Linked DNA regions of Mus musculus: regions 1 and 2 are each linked to region 3. The links are chromatin contacts, called in public promoter capture Hi-C maps. All regions are on one chromosome and are shown on one strand. Each heading gives the region's core, a stretch centred on a gene start, on an enhancer-like site or on the middle of the called end of the contact. The rest is flanking DNA. Distances are from core to core; before and after follow the strand shown.

Region 1 (2,700 bases), core at 187-2,686, 400 kb after region 3:
GTAAGTCAGGAGTCTATATGTGTGTGCTTTAGAAAAACACTCTATATATCCAGCAAAGTCTTGGGATTTTGTAGTTACGGATGTCTGTTTATCCAGTTAGCTCTGTGTGTCTCTCCCTGTAAACAACTCAAAAGTCAGTTTACATATTTACAGATGGAAAAAATGCTTATCAGAATTAAAAACACAGGGGGATACCTTCATTCATTACAAACAAAAAAAAAAAAAAACAAAAAAAAAAAAAAAGGGAAGATTGGGGTAGAAGACCATTTTAGCAAAGCTTGGTTTACTGCCTAGAAATCTTAACCACTCTAAGGGATTTCTCAGGGTATTTTAAATATAGTTTAAAAAAATGAAATATACAAAGACAAAGGGAAACAATTTTTTTCTTCACCAGTATTTACTTCACTTCAGAGTCATTATTTGGGATTCTTTTAAAATGTCTTTACCTAAGAATGTAAGCTTCAGAATGATATCCATTAACGGTTATTTGAGGTATGAAACATATATGTGTGTGTACACAGACACTTATATAAGTTTTTATTGATTCAAAGAAAATAGAATAATAGGGGTGTTGGTGAATGCCTGCAATCCCAGCATTCAATAGGCTGAAGCAGGGGGTTCAAGAACACAAATATGGTACCATGTTCACAGAAGTTTCAAGGCCAGCCTGGGCTAAACAAGACCTTGCCAGAAATAAAACATAGAAGTATACAGAGTGACAGTGACTCTGACTAAATGGACATACTAAGACAAACTGGGATGGGAAGGGAGACCTTTGCCTGTGCTATCATGAAATACTGATCAGGGTATCCTAGGAGGGCAGAAGCAAACGATGTCATTTTATAATACTGAGTCTCATCTGTGCCTACCTAGTCCTAAAGCAAATACATGCCGGCATTAAGACGTATGCAGTGGTAGCTGAGTGGTTCAGCATCCTTCTGCACTTCACATAAAGAACAAGCAAACACTCAGCTTGGCTGATTGCTAGGGACTTGTAGTTTATCCCCACCTCCAGACACATAGCCATATGAATTCTCGTTTGATCACAAGTTTTTTGTTTTTGTTTAAATATAGACTCTATAACAAAAGAAAAGTAAATACCATACTTCTCAAGTATGAAATTATTTCCAAGGACAGAACTAAAGAAATACTGTCTTAAACATATTAAGATCCTCGCTCACTCAAACAGAAGACTGGGAAAGGTGGCAAAGGAAAAATAAAATAAATAAATACATCAACTCTGTAAAGAACCTGAGAAATAGCTGGGCAGGATGTTCTGTTTTGAGTCTGAGGTCTTCCTAGGCTATGTCCTGGCCCTCTTTGGCCAGTCTGACTCATCTCCCCAGATTGAACTTCCTAGTAAAGTCCAATGTAGATAGACAAAGGCTCTTTTCTAACAATCAACAATGTTTAAGGCGTTGAAAGGTGGAGCTGGGATGGATCTCAAGGCCAACCACATCTAGGCCAGAGTCCTCTCGGTGAGCAGCAGTCCTAGCCTGAAGCAGCATACAGAATGCTGCTGAAGAGTAACCGGCAGACTTAGGAAGGATCTGAAAATACACACAGGGAGTAGTCAACAAACTCTAGTCCTGACAACTTGCTTCTGTGCTGGATCTGAAATATCTCCCCACATGCTCATGACTTTGAACATGTCACTTCCTCCTGGAAGTGCTGTTACATGTCAGACACAGGCCTGCCTAGGAGAGAGGTCAATAAGATCAGGCACTTGAAATACACCCACTGCAGCCGGGCGTGGTGGTGCACGCCTTTAATCCCAGCACTCTGGAGGCAGAGTCTGAGTTCGAAGCCAGCCTGGTCTACAAAGTGAGTTCCAGGACAGCCAGGGCTACACAGAGAAACCCTGTCTGGAGAGAGAAAAAAAAAAAAAAGAAAAAAGAAAAGAGAAGAGAAGAGAAGAGAAGAGAAGAGGAAAGAAATACACCCACTGCATTTTGACCTGTGCTTTCAGCTTGTGGGTTTCTGAGTAGTCAAACCAAAGCAGGTCAAAACAAACAAACAAAACCCAAAGCAAAACTAAAGCAAAACCCTAAGAAACAGACTACCCTTAGCTGGGACATTTTATGTTACAATGAAATACATTATTACCCTGCCTTTTAAAAATGTTTGAATGTTGCTATTATATTTAAACTACAAATGTAGTTTATAGCATCTCCAGAGGAAAAAGGCTGTTGTAGGGAATATTTTGCAGACATTACAAAGGATGAGAGTTAAGCAGTAAAGGTAACATTTCATGGTCCATATGTGTTTAATCAAACATGACAAAGGTAGTATATGTACTGTTAGTGTGATTACAAACTGTATAATATCAATGTAAAATAAATGGCAATGATGGCACATGCCATTAACCTCAGCACATGGGAGGCAGAGGCAGGTGGATCTCTGTGAGTTCGAGGCCAGCTTGGCCTACAGAGGGAGTTCCAGGACAGCCAGGACTACACACTAAAATAAAACCCTGTCTTGAAAAACATAAACAAAACAAAACAAAAGAAACGATGAGAAGGGATTCATGAAGAGAGCTGGATGCTGCTGCTAATTTATTTTAAAAATTAGTGATATGGTTACTTATGCTGGAGATGAACCAGAGTTAGTTTGTTCGATTGAAATGAATATCTACACAGTCAGAAGACATTTATAAATACCGAGAATATTAATTCAATAAACAAGAGTAAGTACAGATAA
Region 2 (2,700 bases), core at 175-2,674, 280 kb after region 3:
CTTCCAGAGGTCCTGAGTTCAAATCCCAGCAACCACATGGTGGCTCACAACCATCCGTAATGGGATCCAATGCCTTCTTCTGGTGTGTCTGAAGACAGCTACAGTGTACTCATATACATAAATAAATAAATCTTTTAAAAAAAAGAAAGAAACAGAACACGGTATGGGTGCTTTCATGCGCGTGGTCACGGTGCAGGACAAAACACTTGAGAGCCCTCCAGAAGTTGGCGCGTGCATTTTGTCTTCCTTAGAGCTATGTCTTAATTATATCTGAATGCCTTACCAATTCCATAAGGCTGACTTTCCAGGAAAATCATGTACAGCTCTCTGTCCTCGACTGGCTTTGGCTCTGATGGGTCTAATTACCATAATGAGAGAAGTCAAAGGTATCTGTAGCCATTACATTCATGCATTTAACCTTGGGATCCTGTTCTACCTGAAAACACCATTCAAAGTTCTGAGTTATTACTACTAGGGGAAACTTTTAATAAAAGCTAATTAGCTACAGACCCCACCCCCAACGGTTAACTGATTTTTAGGGGTTAAATTTCTGCTACCTCTAATTATCCTCTGATGGCTTTCCTTGGTGTCTCAGAACCCTGACAGATGACAACGAAACACTGCAGTGAAATCCACCCACCCTGACGCTGCGCTAAGCATCAGCCTCTCCAAGTAAAATCAATACTCTGTTTGAGTAAACACGTTTACAGCTTCATTAGGGTGTCTTGCTTGTTCTGTAACAGCTACTTGAAGCCGTGGTAACAAATCGACTCAACTCGGTTAAACCTAGAGAGCTGGGTAAGAGGCCCATCGATAAGGTTGTTATAAAAATAAACTGCAGGAGATCAGAAAGCTGGAGCAAACAGCCTGGTAAATGTCAATATTTCCCCTTGCAGAGGAGGACAGCAGTGGCAGCGAGATCACATGCAGTCTTTTTCCTCCCTCAACAATGCTTCTTGTTTCAGCTGGATAAAGTGTTTCTACTTTTTGTGTGCAGCTTCTCTGAAGGATATTCTACTTTCTAAGTCCCCTGTTAACCGTGAACAGGAAATTGACATAAATACAATTTTTCATAACTTTTCAGATTGCTTCTTTAGAGAAATATTTCTGTCTTAAACTGACTTTATTAAATGACCTTAATCAAGTTATTTGGAATACTTGTGGCAATACAGTCTCACCTTCCTTTTATTAATGAAACTGTCATCATTTACATTTTGCAATTTCAATAGAATGTTCACTTTTGAAATAGTTTCCATGAGACTGATGTTGTGCCTTGAAAATTAGGCCTTGGATGTTCCTGCGCTTCATAATAGCAAACACTCTTGGCTTTAGTGGCAACATATATGCAATGTCTGCTACCCATTAGGAGCGAGCTTGCATCATGGGTAAGCTTTAGCAAAGCGGGACTTAGATCCCCTCATTGCGATGTCCACAGGTTGCTCAAAGAACTAACATCTGGCAGGAAATTCCTACTTCTTCTATTTGGCTAGCTCAGACTATCCAGATGTGAAAATAATGGTCTCCCTGGCACGAGGAATACTCACTCATATGTAACCCTTCCTCTCTTACTTCCTTTGCAGTCTAGTCAGTAGAATTTTATTCTACAACACAGCTACCAACTAAGGATAAATTCATGTAACTTGTCTGTATATTAGAAGACAAACTTTTCAGGGAAAAAGAAATCAACAAACACTGAGTGTTCAATTAACATAAAAAGCTACGGTGGGGGGCTGGTGAGATGGCTCAGTGGGTAAGAGCACCCGACTGCTCTTCCAAAGGTCCGGAGTTCAAATCCCAGCAACCACATGGTGGCTGACAACCATCCGTAAGGAGATCTGACTCCCTCTTCTGGAGTGTCTGAAGACAGCTACAATGTACTTACATATAATAAATAAATAAATCTTAAAAAAAAAAAAAAAGAAGCTACAGTGTCTACCAAGGTTAGGTCTGGCACGGCAGGTACTTACACAATGAAAACCGAAGTTTAACTCGTGTGTATTGGTGCAAGGGCTGACCTGTACAGGAAGTGGACTGAAAGCAGGCATCCTGTTGTGACAGCTCAGCACAACACACGTGCTGATCATAAAGCATTTACAGAGAGGTAAGGGTATACTATACACATGGTCTTTACCTTAGCTATGAAGCTTCAACATTCAGTGCCTATACTGAATATCAGTGCCTCCATGGGGCTCATTTCCTCTTCACTATGGCTATAAATGGATACCTGTTTAGTTCTATCACCTGCTGTGTGGGATGTCTGAAATAAAAACAAATCCCTGGCCCTAGGGATGTGAGAGCTCGCCAGAATGAACAAGGCCCAGGGTTTGACCCCATAAGCCGAGTATGTTGGTGCTCCTGTAATTCAAGCACTGGACAAGCGGAGGCAGGAAGATCAGGAGTACAAGCTACTTCTGGGCTGCCCAGTGAATTTAGAACAGTCTGGACTTCACAAAATCGTCACTCAAAGAGATGAAGAGGCCTGGTCTACAGAGTGAGTTCAAGGACAGCCAGGACTACACAGAGAAACCCTGTCTTGAAAAACCAAAAAAGAGATGATGAGGAGGAAGAAGAGGAGAAATAGCCACAGCAGCCACCCACTGTGGCTGAGGTATAGATCAGCTATAGAAGCAAAGTCATGGATGCTGGTATAACACAGTAGATGTGTCTACATTCAGATGCTCTAATTCATAAGCACGGAAA
Region 3 (2,700 bases), core at 135-2,634:
AAATGCTACCATTCTTCTCTAACACAGTCTCCCCACGGATTCCTAGGGCCCTTGATGGAAAAGGTTAGGATGCTCCCCTATCCTGTTGTTCTACCCAGAGAGATTCTCCTGCCTCTGCCTCTTGAGTGCTGGGATTAAAGATGTGAGCCACTATGTCTAGCAAAATATAATGTATGAAGGACTGAGAGAGTGGAGAAGCCCGCCATTTGTCTAGTTCACCGCTTAGGGTCTTGCTCACGGAGGTGATAATCAACAGTCCCTCTATATCCGATGCTTTTCTCATCCTGACACCTTAAACGGTTTGCTTTTGCTCACAGTTGGGGGGATATGGTCTACCAAGGTGGGGACGGGATGGTTTGCTGGCAGCTCATGATAGATGGGAAACAGAGTGCTCCATCTGAGTTAGATATGGCATACCCGTCAGACCATCACCACACCCTACCCCTCCTTGCCCAGTGACTCTCACTTTCTCCAGCCTCGGCCCTACCTCTTAAAGATTCCACAATTTCTCAAAACAGTTCCACCAGCCTATGAAAAACATTTCATACTCAAATCATAACAGTCCTCAAATTCTTCTCTTGGCTCCATTTGACTTTACTACATCTTTCGTCTTAGATGCTAAGAAATGTTTCTCTCATTGGTCTATCGTCAATCCATCTACATAGTATCTGGCTATCTTAAACAACTCTCTCTCTCTCTCTCTCTCTCTCTCTGTGTGTGTGTGTGTGTGTGTGTGTGTGTGTGTGTGTGTGTGTGTGGTGCACAGGCTCATAATTACATAAGAGGGTAGAATTGTGAGCACTGTCCTCACTGAACTCCAGAAAAGCTGGGGACTTGGGGGTTGTTTTGCAGGAAGTGCTACCTGCACAGTGTTTGCCCACAGGGACTCTTTCTCAGGGATTCATCGATCATTCTTCGTGATGCGATGTCCATTCCATCCATCCCCAAGAGATAGCTCTCCAAACTCTCAGAGAGAGCTGCGGTAGAGGGCAGAGATCTTCATGCTGTGAACCCTGAGGCCTCCTATGGCTCTGTGTCAGCAGGCAACCCTCCCATCCCCGGCCCCCAGCCCGGTCATCATTCTGAGACAGAGCCCTTAGAGGGCCTGCAGACACCTCGCTTCATCCAGTGTAAGAAAACAAAGCTGGGGAATTACCCATCTGTCGCCATCCTGGCGGCCACATGTCCTGTATCTGTGGCTGAGCCAGAGACAAACATGTGGCCTCCAGGTACAGGACTGCTTGAGTCAAGGGTTTCAGGTCACACTGGGGAATCATTTTGCAAACAAATGCCACGGGTCTCCTCTCACACTGGACAGCATGCAAGGTCAGTGTCAGCAGATCTGACCCTAAAAATAGGCCCTCTGAGCTGCTCTGGAGGGTTAGTGTAAGGCTGCCACACACCCTTCGGACTGGTACCTCTTAGCCCAGCCAGGCACTTGGGGCACACAGGTAAGGCCCTTGAATGGGAAGACTATTGCCTACGGGGTGTAGCCAAGCGTTCTTTAAGAAAATGGCTGTGGGGATTGGAAATCTTACTTCCACAGTTTCTGAAGCTGTAGAGAACATCCTTTTAGTACGAAAGGCTCCTTGCTATCCCAGCATTCAATAGAGGCAACACTGAATTGCTTTCTCGTTTCTTGTCTCTAAATTATGAGTTCCTGTGATGATTTCTAAGGGATAACCTAATGGGTTAAAGCTCTTGGGTCCCGTCTGAGCCTTTGGATGCTCTGTATGGTATTCATATCATGGAGCAGGGGAAATAGAGGCATCAGATTCCCTCGGATCATGTGTAGGGCAGCACAAATTACAAACGCTACTCAAGGCTCCAGTGTCCTGGCAATCTTAAGCCTCATTCAAAGTAAGATACTCTTTAAAGAATTTTCCAATCCTGAGGGGAACATGGGCTGGGGATGGAAGCACCCCAGTGGAGATGAGGAGGCTGGGTGATGGAGAGATGGAGCTATTCGCCTATGACAGCACCATATGAGGTAGGAAGGGAGAGGATAACCCGTACCTCAGACCAGGCTCTCCCATTAGATCCAGTGCTCTTGTCCCGTGGCCCCAGTAGTCACTGGTAGGCTTGGAATTCAATAGCTGTTGGGACTACAAGGCACTGACAGTTCAGAAGCTGAAAGTACCCTGAGAAGGGGACATGAGGGTCGAGTGTGAAGAGGCCACCAGCCCCTGGGGGACCCTCACGTGTCACATTCTTTGTGCTGCTTTGCTATTTCCCCGGTGGCCCCTCCTTGTTCTCACTGTATGGGTCCTATGGACAATTTGGAAGACTCTGACATTTAGTGGCAGCAGGACTGGAGGGGCTTCTGAGGGAGTACTCTGGGCATGGAGAAGGTAGGAGGTCAGAGGAGAATTAGGGAAGGCCAGGCAGCACGGAAGCTACCTCAGGAGCTAAGGCAGGTCTGCTAAGGAACAGAGGAGAGGCAATGGTCTCTCACCATCAGTGGGCCAGATGTCTTGGCTGAGGGTGTTTCAGGCCTGGGGTAACAGCTGGACTGGAGATAGCACTGGGGTCCGTGTGAAGGTAGACTTCGTGTGCCTGACTACTTTCTATCCCATGATAAAGAGCAGAGGGCTGTGCTAAGGCCCAAGGCTGGACTTTGGGCTTCGATTTGTTTGCTTTCTTCCTAAACTACGAGACTTAGCAGCTTGCACTTGGGGACAGGACGGGGCTCCTTTCAGC

What was found. Promoter capture Hi-C pulls out the DNA fragments that hold promoters and counts their contacts.
Region 1: a promoter capture Hi-C map of cranial neural crest shows a contact between it and region 3. The contact joins the enhancer-like site here to the promoter of Dupd1 in region 3. A contact is called at or near these places in 8 of 39 promoter capture datasets (the C10 cell line, the HPC-7 cell line, cranial neural crest and 5 more), 6 of 115 datasets of contacts at active chromatin or transcription factors (cardiomyocytes, double positive thymocytes, embryonic basal ganglia and 1 more) and 1 of 9 other capture datasets (liver).
Region 2: a promoter capture Hi-C map of embryonic stem cells shows a contact between it and region 3, with 2.6 times the contacts expected there. The contact joins the enhancer-like site here to the promoter of Dupd1 in region 3. A contact is called at or near these places in 11 of 39 promoter capture datasets (the C10 cell line, cranial neural crest, embryonic stem cells and 5 more), 4 of 484 Hi-C or Micro-C datasets (the AML12 cell line, bone marrow-derived macrophages and embryonic stem cells), 2 of 115 datasets of contacts at active chromatin or transcription factors (embryonic basal ganglia and embryonic stem cells) and 2 of 9 other capture datasets (adipose tissue and liver).

Annotation. Positions count from the first base shown.
Region 1 is chr14:21,310,982-21,313,681 of GRCm38.p6, reverse strand. The region is part of intron 6 of Adk (adenosine kinase); the gene reads right to left. Among named protein-coding and RNA genes, the nearest start is that of Gm52152, 110 kb to the left of the region's middle. Within about 2 kb of position 1,436, at least 33 of the 459 cell types and tissues checked have an H3K27ac peak or open chromatin away from gene starts, as enhancers often do.
Region 2 is chr14:21,432,940-21,435,639 of GRCm38.p6, reverse strand. The region is part of intron 10 of Adk (adenosine kinase); the gene reads right to left. Among named protein-coding and RNA genes, the nearest start is that of Gm52152, 16 kb to the right of the region's middle. Within about 2 kb of position 1,424, at least 22 of the 459 cell types and tissues checked have an H3K27ac peak or open chromatin away from gene starts, as enhancers often do.
Region 3 is chr14:21,713,260-21,715,959 of GRCm38.p6, reverse strand. It overlaps Dupd1 (dual specificity phosphatase and pro isomerase domain containing 1), which reads left to right and starts at 1,384. Exons shown (of 4, transcript NM_001013826.2): 1 at 1,384-1,451.